Linked DNA regions of Zea mays: regions 2 and 3 are each linked to region 1. A link is a contact called in public Hi-C data. All regions are on one chromosome and are shown on one strand. Each heading gives the region's core, a stretch centred on a gene start, on an enhancer-like site or on the middle of the called end of the contact. The rest is flanking DNA. Distances are from core to core; before and after follow the strand shown. Region 1 holds the start of LOC100284679 (oxidoreductase). Region 2 holds the start of LOC103626227 (homeobox-leucine zipper protein HOX23). Region 3 holds the start of LOC100283412.

Region 1 (4,552 bases), core at 1,208-3,707:
TAGCAAATAGTTAGTCCATAAGATTGTGATGATAATTAAACACCAAAACCAATATAGAAATGTCTAAAAGCCCATGTCCCTTTCACTAACTGATGCCTTTCTTGTACAGGTTTCCATAGATTATTGTGTAGTCGTGACTTCTGTACTTGAGTCTGGATGCTTCAAACTTATTGATAGGGTTGTAATGCCCTTGCAAATATAACATTATTGGCGCCCTCCAGCCTTTGTGCATTATGATGATGACTGTCTTGTGGCCTTCGTTTGGTTGCCCGATAAAGGGTATTTCTGTGACCTCGTAGAATACAACTGATGGTAGGGGCTCACCTCTTGTTACTGTTTTCATCAACATATCAACCTCTTCATTTTTCCCTGCTTGATGTGATTGTGAGGCCGCAAAACTATTTTTCAAGGCTTCACATGTCTGTCAGATACTGAAGCAACACTGGCTCTAGGCAGTACATTCCTTTTCTACTTGAACAACCACAATCTTCGAGTCGGTCTTCACTATGCAGGTTCTGACTCTAAGGGCTCTGAGCTTGCGAAGGCCAAGAATAACGACTTTCAGACTCTGCTATGTTGTTGGTGCATTTGTCGGAGTCTAAGGTGAAGTTGAGGCGAACAACATACTTGTACTTGGCGCCCGAGGGGGCGGTAAAGACTGTGGTAACCCATCGTGCCCTCCACGTCCTTCCATGTGAGGGGCAATATGAAATTGAGTGTTGAGCACCCCAAATGCTCTCTCCACGTCCTTCCATGCCCCTCCTAGCACACAACAAACTTTTGCTACTTTGGAGTCTGTGGGAGTGGAATGGTCTTCACTAACACCGATCACCAAGGGTATATGCCACTAGTTAGGTAGTGTCCCTAGTTGTACTCTATGACCACTCATTGTGAAGTTCACATTTGGTGCTTCCACCTTTAAGCACGTTAGTGAACAACGGTGATTGCTTGACCACATTCACATCATTGTTTGATCTTGCCACCCAAAAAAGCATGTCAGATCCACAAGTCATACTTGCAACAACCTTGAGCATGATAGTCGGAGATCCAGTGTCCCCTCTTGTGAACTGTCCTCTCGATCCAATGGGACAATTCCTCCACTTTCAATGCATAAAATCTATACTCCCTATCATATTAGAAAACCCCCTTCCCCCTAAACTAATAGACGCGTAATGTCATCAACAGTGGGACGACATATGTACTGCGGCCCAAAATATTCGATAACAACTCTACAAAAAAGTTTGAAACACTATAAGGTAGAGCTTTTCCCCATTTTGATGTACTCATCGATGGAGTCAGCAACGCTACCGTATGCAAACATAAGTAGGTTAGCTATGCATTTCTAATGGGGGGAGAATCTGTTGCGGTTGACTGTGTTGGTTCAATGAGTGAAGTAGGAGTGCTCATCCAACCTCTCCAAGATGTGAAGGAAGAGGCTTCTTTGATGCAGTAACTTCGACGAAAGTAGAGCGATGGATAAACGCATGGGTCGGTGAAGTAGTCGTGCATCAACCGGTCATGGCCTCGTGGGTAGCTTCATAGTTTCGGTCGATGTACCTACGACGTCGCTTCGGTCGCCTGCTAGACATGGAAGACTAAGTGTCAAGCTTTGTTGCCTCCGCTGCATTATTCTTTCGATAACAACTCGAAGAATTCTTTCTTCAATCATGTTGAGGTCGGAGACAGACGAAGACATCGAGACAACGGTTGTTTCAAACGAAATGACTGCAAAAGAAGAATGTGTAGGGTGATATATAAATTTAAAGTGAGGGTTGTATAAGTTCAAAAGGTTCTCCTTTATTTATAGACCAGGTTCAATTTTTTTAAAAAAATTAATTAAAAATGGAACGAACCAAACAGAAATCACCACGTGGCAACTATCTGTGCCTACGGATCGTGGAGGGTGATACTAACCGATCTATACCGACTACTCGTGGCTCCAATGCGGCCGGTAGCGATCCTACCGACCGATCGATGGCGTTGTCGACCGCGTGCATGTACCTACTGATGCTGGCACTATGGCGGACCGTTTGGTAGACCACATGATCGGATGATAGTAGCAAGTAGCAACCATTTGCACCGGTCTTGTTGAGGGGCCGTTCGGTTACTTCAGAATGGAGACCTGGAACAATTCATATCCAAATTGTTTCTCTAATTTATATAAATTTTGATTATCTGGAATAATTTATGGTGTATTCCTGTGCAAACGAACCGGGCCTGAATAGAAAACTAGAGGGTTGGGGCTTTACGGTAACACACAGGCGCACAGTGCCTGGTTGGGCGTCAGGTACCAAGGGCATAGAGGCAAAGAAGGTGAAGTCCATGGTGTGTGTTTTTTTTTCTCCTCGCCTTCTACTCAATCTCCAGTGGGCTCTAATCGCATGCCTTCTACCTGTTCTGGGCTACGCAATGGCAGGTTCCTAGGCTGTTGCCGTGAGCTCTTCCTGGGCCTCCTCGCCCCCATGCCGCCTCCTGTATGTATGTGGAGCACTGGAGCCCTGACATGATTATCCTGAACCCGAAAGCTGAACTACCACACACAACAAATAACTGACGCAGGCGATCCATCACTCCACACACCGGTCGGAACCGAGGCCAACCAACGACGCCGCCGCCAATGTCGTCCCCTGCAGCGCCGGTGCAGCCGCCGCCGCCGCGCGCGGTGCGCTTCGGCGTCCTGGGATGCGCTGACATTGCGCGTAAGATCTCGCGCGCAATGCTGATGCTCCCTCCGGGCGCCGCCACCATCGCCGCCGTAGGCAGTCGCTCCGATGACAAGGCCCGCCGCTTCATCTCCGAAATCGGCTTCCCCGCGGCGCGCGTCCACGGGTCCTACGAGTCTCTCCTAGAGGACCCGGACGTGGAGGCCGTGTACCTCCCGCTCCCCACCAGTCTCCACGTGCCCTGGGCCACAGCCGTCGCTGCGCGTGGCAAGCACCTGCTCCTCGAGAAGCCCACCGCGCTCTGCACTGCCGAACTCGACGCCATCCTCGGCGCCTGCGACGCCTCCGGGGTCCAGTTCATGGACACCACCATGTGGATCCACAACCCGCGCACCGCCAAGATGCGGGAGATCGTCAGCGACAAGGACGCCTTTGGCGACGTCAGAGTGGTGAGATCTTGGAATGGCTTTTTCGTTGCTGATGTTCGGTGGAATCTGGAAATGCCTAGATCCTTTTCCTTATTTATTATACCAGTATGAAAGACCAAGAAATGGATCTCTAGAGAGGGAAAAAAAAGATTGACTCTTCTTCCCATCTTGGTGACTGAGTGTTTGCTTATCAACCAAAATTGTTGTTTTGCCTTAATTCCGTGGCTGGTATTTATCAGAAGTGGTGGGAACAGGGGTTTGGTGTCACTGCAGTTTTTTTAGTTTGGATGCCTGTGATATAATGACAGGAATCGAAATATTCAAACTTTGTTGGGGTTGAAAGTTTTCTCATTGAACCAGCATATACTTTTTTACCATAATGAACCACCATTGTTCTTAACACAAAATGAATCACCATCTTTCATAACGATCCATTGAAACTCTGGAAGACATTTTGTTCTGTTATAGCTGTTCACTTTGAACTTTTTCACAAAGTTTCAATTGCATGATTTGACTTGATCTGATTTTGCAATGTGATTCTTGATCTATTCCATTGAAACTCTTGAAGTTTGGCTATATCATTCCAGCTCAAATTGACCCAGAAAAAAAATAGTAACATCAATATGATTCTTGGTTTTTCAACACAGATTTTTTTTCCAGAACCACTGAAAACAAGCATAGACATTGTGGTTCTGCACATACTAGTATTGTAGTATGTGATTCAGGAAGTGCATATGGAATGCTGTAGGTTAATGTGTTCTTCATAGCCTTAATAATGTACTAAAGAATGATGAAATGTTTGTTTCCACTGCATATGGACAACTGGCAGAACTTTATTGGCTAATTAAGGCCATGCCTTTTTCTTTCTCCACTACAGATAAACAGTATGTGCAGCTTTCGGGCATCCGAGGAATTCCTCAAGAATGACATCAGGGTAAAGCCAGACCTTGACGCCTTGGGTGTCCTCGGTGATGTTGGATGGTACTGCATCCGCTCAATCCTGTGGGCTGTTGACTATGAGCTGCCTGAGACCGTGATCGCTCACCGCCATCCTGTCAAGAACCAGGCTGGCGTGCTCCTTGCTTGCGGTGCGACCTTGTACTGGGCAGATGGCAAGACTGCAAACTTCAACTGCTCGTTTCTTGCTAACCTCGCCTTTGACGTGACCGTCTATGGCACAAACGGCACTCTCCATGTCACTGACCTGGTCATTCCGTACGAAGAGAGCTCTGCGGAGTTCAGTGTGGCCTCGAAGTCAAGCTTCGTCAAACCCACCATCGGATGGGATCCATTGCCAGAGAAGCATGTTGTTACTACTGATCTGCCACAGGAGGCACTCATGATCCAGGAATTCACAAGGCTTGTGCAGAACGTCCGCGCCGGTGGCAGGCCTGAGGGTAAGTGGCCGGCTATCACCCGGAAGACGCAGGTGGTACTGGATGCCGTGAAAGCTTCTATTGA
Region 2 (4,324 bases), core at 75-2,574, 260 kb after region 1:
TTTGCCGAGTGCCAGCTGGACTAGCTCTCGGCAACGGGGAGCACAAGTGGACCCCTTTACCAGTATTTTAAAACAATTGGATGATAAGTTAACGGTTTTGTTTCGTGTGCATGGGGCTCGAAATTTCTGGTCTGCTCCAGAAATAGGTCGTAACTTGTGCTAAGTAACATGAATATCATTTTTGCATTCACGGTTTTTCATCTTTCGAGCGACTTGCAGTTCAAATCTGAATTATCCGAGAAAATTCAATTAAAAGAACAAAATCTAATAGTTATAGCAAACACTTTTATAATTGTGCCAAAATCGAACATGTAGGTCTACATAGTGTAGGAACACACCACAAAAAGTTTAGTGAGAAAAAGAAAAATAATAATAAAATTATACTTTTGTCGAGTGTCAAAGAAGACACTCGGCAAAGAAGTTATTTTGCTGAGTGCCAAAGTCTGGCGCTCGGCAAAGTTAACGGTCGTCAGCTATAGACGGCTGCTGACGACCCTTTGCCGAGCATCGTGTTTCGCCGAGAGTTTGACACTCGGCAAAGGGGGCTTTGCCGAGAGTCTATCTATGTCGAGTGTCTCACTCTCGGTAAACGATGTCGTTGCCGAGAGTCTTATTTCGCCGAGAGTGATACTCGACAAAGAATGCTTTGCTGAGTGGTACTTGGTAAAGTGTCGAGCAATCAACAAAGAGCCGGATTTTGGTAGTGCAAGGATTACCATGACATGAAAACTGCGACAAGCCAGCCTTTGCATGTGTATGTTTTGTTTGTTCGTCTGACTTTAATTTGTATCAGTTTCTGCTGCTTCTATAATATTTTTGTCTCTATAAATTATATCTGCAATAGTCAAACAACCGGTTTTTATGGTTTGAGTCTTGTTTTTGACTTTATGTATAAATAATGCTGCCATGCAAAGTAGTGTTGTCGTTGTGAAGTAACTCAATTATATATATATATATATATATATATATATATATATATATATATATATATATATATAGACACACACAGTAGGCAGTTTCAATTCTCTGTACGCGCGCAGCTAGCGTTGAGTGCTGGAAATGTTCGTGGTACAGTATATATGCAACAACAGTGGTAGTACGTGGTTGGTACAAAGGTTCCTTTAGCAGATTCCGGTAACATTAGCCGGTTGTAATTTGAACGGCCTTCACTCTCCAATTCCCTTTCCATCTCCCTGTGTCTAGTGTTCTTTTCTTCCACTCCACAAAAATATCTGTTCAATAAATATATATAATGTTGCTAATTTGCATTATATTAGCAGCTCCCGGACTCTTTCAGTTTCTTCCAGCTCTGCCTCTCTGTCACACACACACAAGACTCTCGCTAGCTCCCAAGTCCCAACCAACCTCTAGCAGCTCCATCCCCTCTCTCTCTCTTTCCCCGTGTCAATCTGTGGTGTGGGAAGGAAGATCGATATACTCCCTCCCCATGTTCCTCTCGCTCCTGCGATGAAGCCAATGGCAACCAATGGCATGGCCCCCTCCTTCTTCGCCGCCAACTTCCTCCTCCAAATGCAGCAGGAGCAGCAGGCGCACCACCAGCACCAGCACCATGAGGGCCACGACCACCTCCTGGCTCCCCCTCCCCCGGCGCTCGTCAGCCCCTTCCTCCACGACTTCGGCGGCGCCATGACCGCGCCGCCGCCTCCAATGCTGGCCACCGGCATTAAGCGCATGTACCCTGACGGCATGTGTGACGACGGCAGCGGCCACCTGCACGCGGAGCCCAAGCAGCACCAGCAGGACTGCGGCGGCGGCGCGTCGGACGACGAGGAGGGGTCCGCCGCGGCGGCGTGCGGCGAGCGGAAGCGGCGGCTGAGCGTGGAGCAGGTGCGCACGCTGGAGCGCAGCTTCGAGGTGGCCAACAAGCTGGAGCCGGAGCGCAAGGCGCAGCTGGCCCGCGCGCTGGGGCTGCAGCCCCGCCAGGTGGCCATCTGGTTCCAGAACCGCCGCGCCCGGTGGAAGACCAAGCAGCTGGAGAAGGACTACGACGCGCTGCGCCGCCAGCTGGACGCCGCCCGCGCCGAGAACGACGCCCTCCTCTCCCACAACAAGAAGCTCCAGACAGAGGTGTGTACTATGATGTAGCAGTAACGAGTAACAATGCCATCGCCATGCGCATCAGGATCTACGACTACGACCCAGGCCACAACTAAAATCCATGCATCTGGATCGGAGAATTCAAGTTATACCATAGCATAGCAAGCTAGAGGATCGTAGATAGGAATAGGATCCATCCATGGGCGTCGACTCTGCATAAAGTGCGCATGTCGGGATGGGTGCCGGCCTGCGCCTGCTGTCGGCCACCCATGCATGCATGGCCTCTCTCCTTTTCTCTCGTCTCATCGTCTGTGATGTGGTGGTGGTGCCGCCGTGCCGGTGCCGGTGCCATGCAGCATGATTAACCACTCGATCTACCAATAATCACCGGTCCCGTCGATCCTGTCCATCGCGTGCAGATCATGGCGCTCAAGGGAGGCGGAGGAGGGAGGCAGGAGGCGGCGTCGGAGCTCATCAACCTCAACGTCAAGGAGACGGAGGCGTCCTGCAGCAACCGCAGCAGCGACGAGAACAGCTCCGAGATCAACCTCGACATCTCCAGGCCGCCTCGGGCCGCCGACGAGAGCCCCGCCGCCATGGACAGCTACCGCGGCATCCCGTTCTACGCCTGCGCCCGCGCCGACGACGTCGACCAGCTCCAGCTCCTGCACAGCGGCGGCCACCCGTCCCCGGCGCCCAAGATGGAGCCCGGCCACGGCGCCGCCGCTACTGCGGGCGGTGGCGGAGGCGGAGGCGGCACCTTTGGAAGCCTGCTGTGCGGTGCCGCCGCCGACGAGCAGCCTCCGTTCTGGCCGTGGGCCGACGGCCACCACGCCTTCCAGTGAACAAATTAATCCTTCAATTCGTCTCGTACGGTGCACTACGCTGCCTGCTATGACCTCGCATCGGGCGACGCAGATTTTGTTCCATGGATCCAACAGCACGTCGACCGACCGACATGCCTCTCCGGCCGGTCATTTCCTCTTGGCATCGCATCAAGCTATGCGCCAGATCGCGAGATCGCCGCCGACGACGTACGTTGCCGATGCGTTGTTGATCAAAGAAGCAGCTGGGATATGTGAGGTGGTGAGACGATCCAATCAGGACGTACGGAGATGATGGATATGTCAGTCAAGGTAGATTGAGGAGTTGAGCAGTAAGTCTCTCTCTGTCTTTTTCTATTATCTCCATCCTTCTTGCCTTCTTCTTGGACATCTGTTTAACTATCTTCGTTCTCGAATATTTGTCGTTCTAGTTCAGTTTTGAACTAAAACACGACAAATAAAAAAGAACGAATGAAGTATATTATATATAGGTGATTACATTTGTGAGGCAGTGGTGATATTGTTGTGTATAGGATTATACTATATAATATGGTTATGGTACCATGTGAGTGCCAGGTTATTTCGTCCGCACTTGAACCTTGCAAATTCTACCTCTTATTTTTCTGCTTTTCTTTTACTCGTATGGATCGATCTACTATGAACGAAATGAACATTAAAACATATCAAGTTGTTCGTTTTCTTTTTCTTTTTTGCAATATGGGGGATGGATCGGTGATGTGGATGGGGGCTTCGTGCATGGGGTAGCCGTAGTACTGTGGTGTGCGGTTGGTGTTTGGCATGTGGGTCTCAGCTTCAAGTCTACGAAACAGACAGCTTGGACAGACAGACAGACAGATCAGACTGTCGTGCAAGCTGTGCAGCATGGCCATTTCAGATCATTATTATTAAATAAATATAATCGCTTCTTAAATAATATCTTGACATGAAACAAGGCAGTTGACTGAAACTAGGTATACCATGCATATAATTCCTCCATCCTAAAATACAATTCGTTTTAGACTAAACCTACATTCATTAATTAGCTTATGAATATAGTTTATATTGTGTCTATATTTACTATTATTTATTGGAATGTGTATGGAAAAAAGTCAGACGGGGAGTATTTTAATTGGTTCTCCGGGCGGGTAGAATAGTCAGTCAGCAGACACACATGCAGAGAAGAAAAATGGAGCAATTAATCGAGTTTTACTGGATATATTGTTAATCGAGTTTTACACATGCAGAGATCATTATTATTAATATAAATATAATCGCTTCTTAAATAATATCTTGACATGAAACAAGGCAGTTGACTGAAACTAGATATACCATATACTTCCTCCGTCCCAAAATGTATTTCGTTTTAGACTAAACCTACATTCATTAAGTAGCCTATAAATATAGTTTACATGATAGGAAAAAAATAATTAGAAAGAACTATA
Region 3 (4,342 bases), core at 705-3,204, 490 kb after region 1:
CTTTTATGTAGGCTGAGCTCACTTGGCTTGATCCAAGGATTGCCCATGTTGAAATTTGAGAAAGATCTTGTCTATCACCCTTATTGTCATGACAAGATGGTTGTTGCTTCCCATTCCCCGGTCACCAAGGTGATGAACTCACAACCCAGCAAATTGCTTCATATGTACACTGTTGGTCCAGCTCGGGTTTGCTCTTTCGGGGGGGGGATGTGGTATGTGCTTGTGGTCGTTGACGATTTTTCTCGCTATTCTTGGGTGTTCTTCATGAAGGCGAAGGATGATGCTTTCACTCATGCTCATGATTTGATTATTAGGTTGCAAAATGAGTTTCCCAAGAATGCCATGAGAGCTATACGTAGTGACAATGGGATACATAATTAAAAATTACTCATTTTGAGACCTTTTGTGCTTCTTTGGGACTTGAGTATTAGTTTTCATCTTTGTATGTGCCTCAGCAGAATGACATTGTTGAACGCAAAAATCGGACTCTTGTTGATATGGCTAGGACGATGCTTGATGAGCATAGGGCTCCTAGGCATTTTTGGGCCAAAGAGATCAACATTATCTGCCATGTGTCGAACCACATTTTTCTTTGAACTTTCTTGAACAAGACTTCATATGAGTTGTGGTTTGGATGGCCACCCAACGTTAGTCATTTCAGGGTGTTTGGCTGCATATGCTTTGTGCTGAAACAGGGCAATTCAGACAAATTTGAGTCTCGGTCTTCTGATGGGGTTTTCCTGGGTTATGTATTACATTCTCGTGCTTATCGTGTTCTTAACCTGGAGACTAACCGCATTATGGAGACTTATGAGGTAACATTCGATGAGATTGCACCTTGTCCATCCCCTGTCTTTGAGCTTGCAGGTCCAGATCGGATGGGACAGACCATCTTTGTGGAGGAGAAGCATGACGACGCCGATTCAGGTGATCCCAAGCCGACTCAACCAGTTGCCCTAGTTGAGCCTGCTTCCACGACTTCGACTAATGGACCCGACCCCACTTCTTCCACCACTTAGGGTCAGCTCGAGCCAGCTCCTGCTGAGACTGGAGGAGTTGAGGCTGTTGTTGAGGGGGAGGCTACCTCTTCGAGGACGACTCCACGGCACATTCAACACGATCACCCTCCTTAATAGATGATTGGTGAGATTGATGAGCGAGTCACTCGCTCTAGGTATCAGCAGATGTCCCACTTTGCTCACTCAGCTTTTGTTGCAACTTTTGAGCCCCAGGATGTTGGACACGCTCTATCCGATCCTCGCTTGGTCAATGCTATGCATGAGAAGCTTGAAAATTTTGAGTGAAATCAGGTTTGGGTTTTGGTACCACCTCCTTCAAACGGCCATCCCATAGGTACAAAATGGGTTTTCAAAAACAAAGAGAGTGAGGATGAGTTGGTAGTGAGAAATAAGGCGAGGTTGGTAGCCCAAGGGTTCTGGCTGAGCTTCTTTCTCCGCTTGCTTGCTCTCTCCCTATATATCTAGCGGTATACTACCTATATCATCTCCAGATGCCCAGGTCTTTGTCGTGTCTTTCTCCGGCAACGAACAAGTATGTCTGCCTCTTCCCTTCCCCTCCTGCTCTACGAAACCTTGGAAGTGGAGGAGACGAGGGATAGAGATCTCTGATTTGCTGCCTATGTTACCCGTGCGTTCATAAAAAATATTATGCGAAGAACGAAGACAATTAATAAAAAATCTGGAGATTTTTTTGTTGGATAATTTACGTGGGTATTGTTGTGATCCGTCGTAACGCACGGGTAACCGACTAATATTTATAACGTGATAGATAACTGATAAAATTAGATATTTGTTTAGATGCAACTTTAATTAGACATTCTTTCCGTTCTTTTTCATTTGCCATGTTTTAGTTTAGAAATAAACTAGCCAACTAGAAATACCGGAGAACGCACACTAAGGCCATTACCACTGGGAGCGTTGGCAGCAGCCTAACAAATCCATTCATCCCGCTGTGTCTGTGTATTGTAGTATCAGCCAAAAAAAAAAGAAGAATACCCCGAACACGACCAGAAGGCCTACTAAACCCTGCCGCCGCCGCCGCCGCGCCATGGCCGACGAGCTCGACGAGCTGATCGGCTTCCTCTCCGACCGCAACCCCCAGGTGCGGGGCGCGGCGGCGGACATCGTGCGCGGGCTGACGGGTGGGGAGGACGGCCTCCGGGCGCTCACGGCGCGCGCCGATAGCGCCCTTCCGGCGTTGCTCCGCCTGCTGGCCTCCGCGGGCGGAAGTGGCTCGGGAGAGGCCGCGGCGGACTCGCTCGTCAACCTCAGCCAGGACGCGGCCCTCGCAGCGCGCCTTGTCGCGCTCGGGGCCGTCGATGCCGCCATGGACGTCGTGGCCAAGCGAGGCGGGGAGCAGCCAGCTCTCGCGCGCAGACTCGTCATGCTGCTCGTTAACCTAACCCACGTTGAGTCCGGCGTCGCCGCGCTCCTCCAGGTCCGTTGAGCCATTCTATTCGAGCAGAGTGCCACTTAGTTTGTGATCATCGGAGGTAAGGAGCGAGAATGTAACACTGAACAAAGAAAGCTGTTGCAAAACATTAAATTAGAAACCTTGCCTGACGTATGCCCACAATAAATCTGGATCATTTGATCCAAACCATTCATTGCCAAAAATAGAACACATCCCAAAAGTCCCAAACCACCAAGAACAAATTATAAGATAGAAAAGCAAGAGTTTGAATAGCTAAACCAGCATGACTCTTAAGATTAAGCTCCTGACTGTAATATCCTCAGTCCACCTGAGGATGTAAAAACAGAAATTGCGACAATATCAACACCATCCTTCGAATGCCAACAGGTGATTCCTTTATTATGCATCCCTGGGAGCTGCAACACAGAGACCATGGTAGAGAAGGCATAACCAGTAATTCAACTGATTATGCATCCCTGGAGCTGCTGCAGTTATAAAAAAACAGATCAAGTGAGCTCATCTGCAACAAATGGCAAGAGCAATCAAGAACTAGGTAGCAAAACCAAATCAGTAACATGAACATGAAGCTTGCACATGATACAGCAATTGAATGCAATGTTGCCACCTGGATCAAATTATATGAGAGAAGATAGCAATCATTCCTTGGTAAAATAAGATGTAATATTTGTCGACAAGGGAGCAAAAAATACCTTACAATAAATCTTTTTTTCGGCCTGCGTTTCAGTTATACATGCACCAAGCCAGTGTTGCAGCTTAGTTCAGATAACCTGGAAAGCCGTAGCTGTTCTCGATCAGTTTCTGAAAAAGAGCATTTAATCAGCTCTCACAGCAAGATTAATGAATTATCATAAATAAATGAATTAATCAATTGTAAGAAAAACTCGGCCGGGGAGGGAAAGACCGTCCTCCCGGTATTATATCAAGAATAGACCGAAACATGGTTCCGGTCGAGACAATCCCCGAACCCTGACCCACCATCACTAGCGGGCTGTCATCGCCCACTCTACAATGGCCCAGCCGGAGGGTGGCACGTAGGACGTAACCCAGGACTCCAGGAGCGGACGGGGCACATCGAGGAGATTTTTGTAACCAAACCAGAAATTCGCCCTGAGGGAGATCAAACCGGGACCTGGAGGCTATGTTACCCTGACATGGGGATACGGATACGGGATACGCGATACGTCGATACCCCGATACACCATTTATAAAAAAACACCGATACAACGATACGTAAATATATATTATAAATAAAAATAAATAGCAGGATTATTAGCGACGTGAAAACTACCTTTGCTGCCACTGGCCTCAGTAGATGCAGAAGCATAAGCATTTGAACTCGCTGGTCGCTGCCATGGGATCTAACAAGACCGGAGTTGTAGCAGTCAACAGATTGAGAAGCAAGGAGTTTGATAAGCAAGAAGGGAAGATAAGAACACAGACCTACAAATTGATTTGTGGCAAAGATGTGCAGCCAGCCACAAAACACACCGACGTCGACCTGTGGATCGATGGGCGGCACTGTGACACGGATCGACGACAATGGCCACAAACCCACAGTCTGGCAGCGGCAGCTACAGACCCACCAATCATCGGGCGGCAACTCCAATGGGCAACTGATGACCACAGATCGACTGCGGCAGCAGCCACGAGCCCACGGCTCATCAGGCGGTGGCTCCAATCAATGAACGGCGGCCACAGACCTCGTGGCGGCGGCACCAATCGGCGGCTGGTAGGCTGATAGCCACAAACCTCGTTGCGCGCCGGCGACTGGCAGGCTGACGGTCACAGACCTCGCGACACGCCGGCGGCTGCTCCAATCGGTGACTGACGGGTGACGGCGACGGCAGCCACAAACCGACAAACTGAGGCGACCGGACCGACGAACTGC

The links. A called contact is a pair of places that touch in the nucleus more often than the background predicts.
Region 2: a contact with region 1 is called in a Hi-C map of endosperm, with 4 times the contacts expected there. The contact joins the promoter of LOC103626227 here to the promoter of LOC100284679 in region 1. A contact is called at or near these places in 9 of 25 Hi-C or Micro-C datasets (bundle sheath, ear, endosperm and 4 more).
Region 3: a Hi-C map of ear shows a contact between it and region 1, with 3 times the contacts expected there. The contact joins the promoter of LOC100283412 here to the promoter of LOC100284679 in region 1. A contact is called at or near these places in 2 of 25 Hi-C or Micro-C datasets (bundle sheath and ear).

The regions. Positions count from the first base shown.
Region 1 is chr5:36,723,898-36,728,449 of Zm-B73-REFERENCE-NAM-5.0, reverse strand. LOC100284679 (oxidoreductase) reads left to right here and starts at 2,457. Exons shown (of 2, transcript NM_001157574.2): 1 at 2,457-3,112; 2 at 3,969-4,552. The coding sequence starts at 2,618.
Region 2 is chr5:36,463,501-36,467,824 of Zm-B73-REFERENCE-NAM-5.0, reverse strand. LOC103626227 (homeobox-leucine zipper protein HOX23) reads left to right here and starts at 1,324. Exons shown (of 2, transcript NM_001352895.1): 1 at 1,324-2,088; 2 at 2,478-3,393. The coding sequence starts at 1,468. The coding sequence ends at 2,903. It also overlaps the pseudogene LOC118472000.
Region 3 is chr5:36,236,625-36,240,966 of Zm-B73-REFERENCE-NAM-5.0, reverse strand. It overlaps LOC100283412, which reads left to right and starts at 1,954. Exons shown (of 7, transcript NM_001156313.1): 1 at 1,954-2,457. The coding sequence starts at 2,068.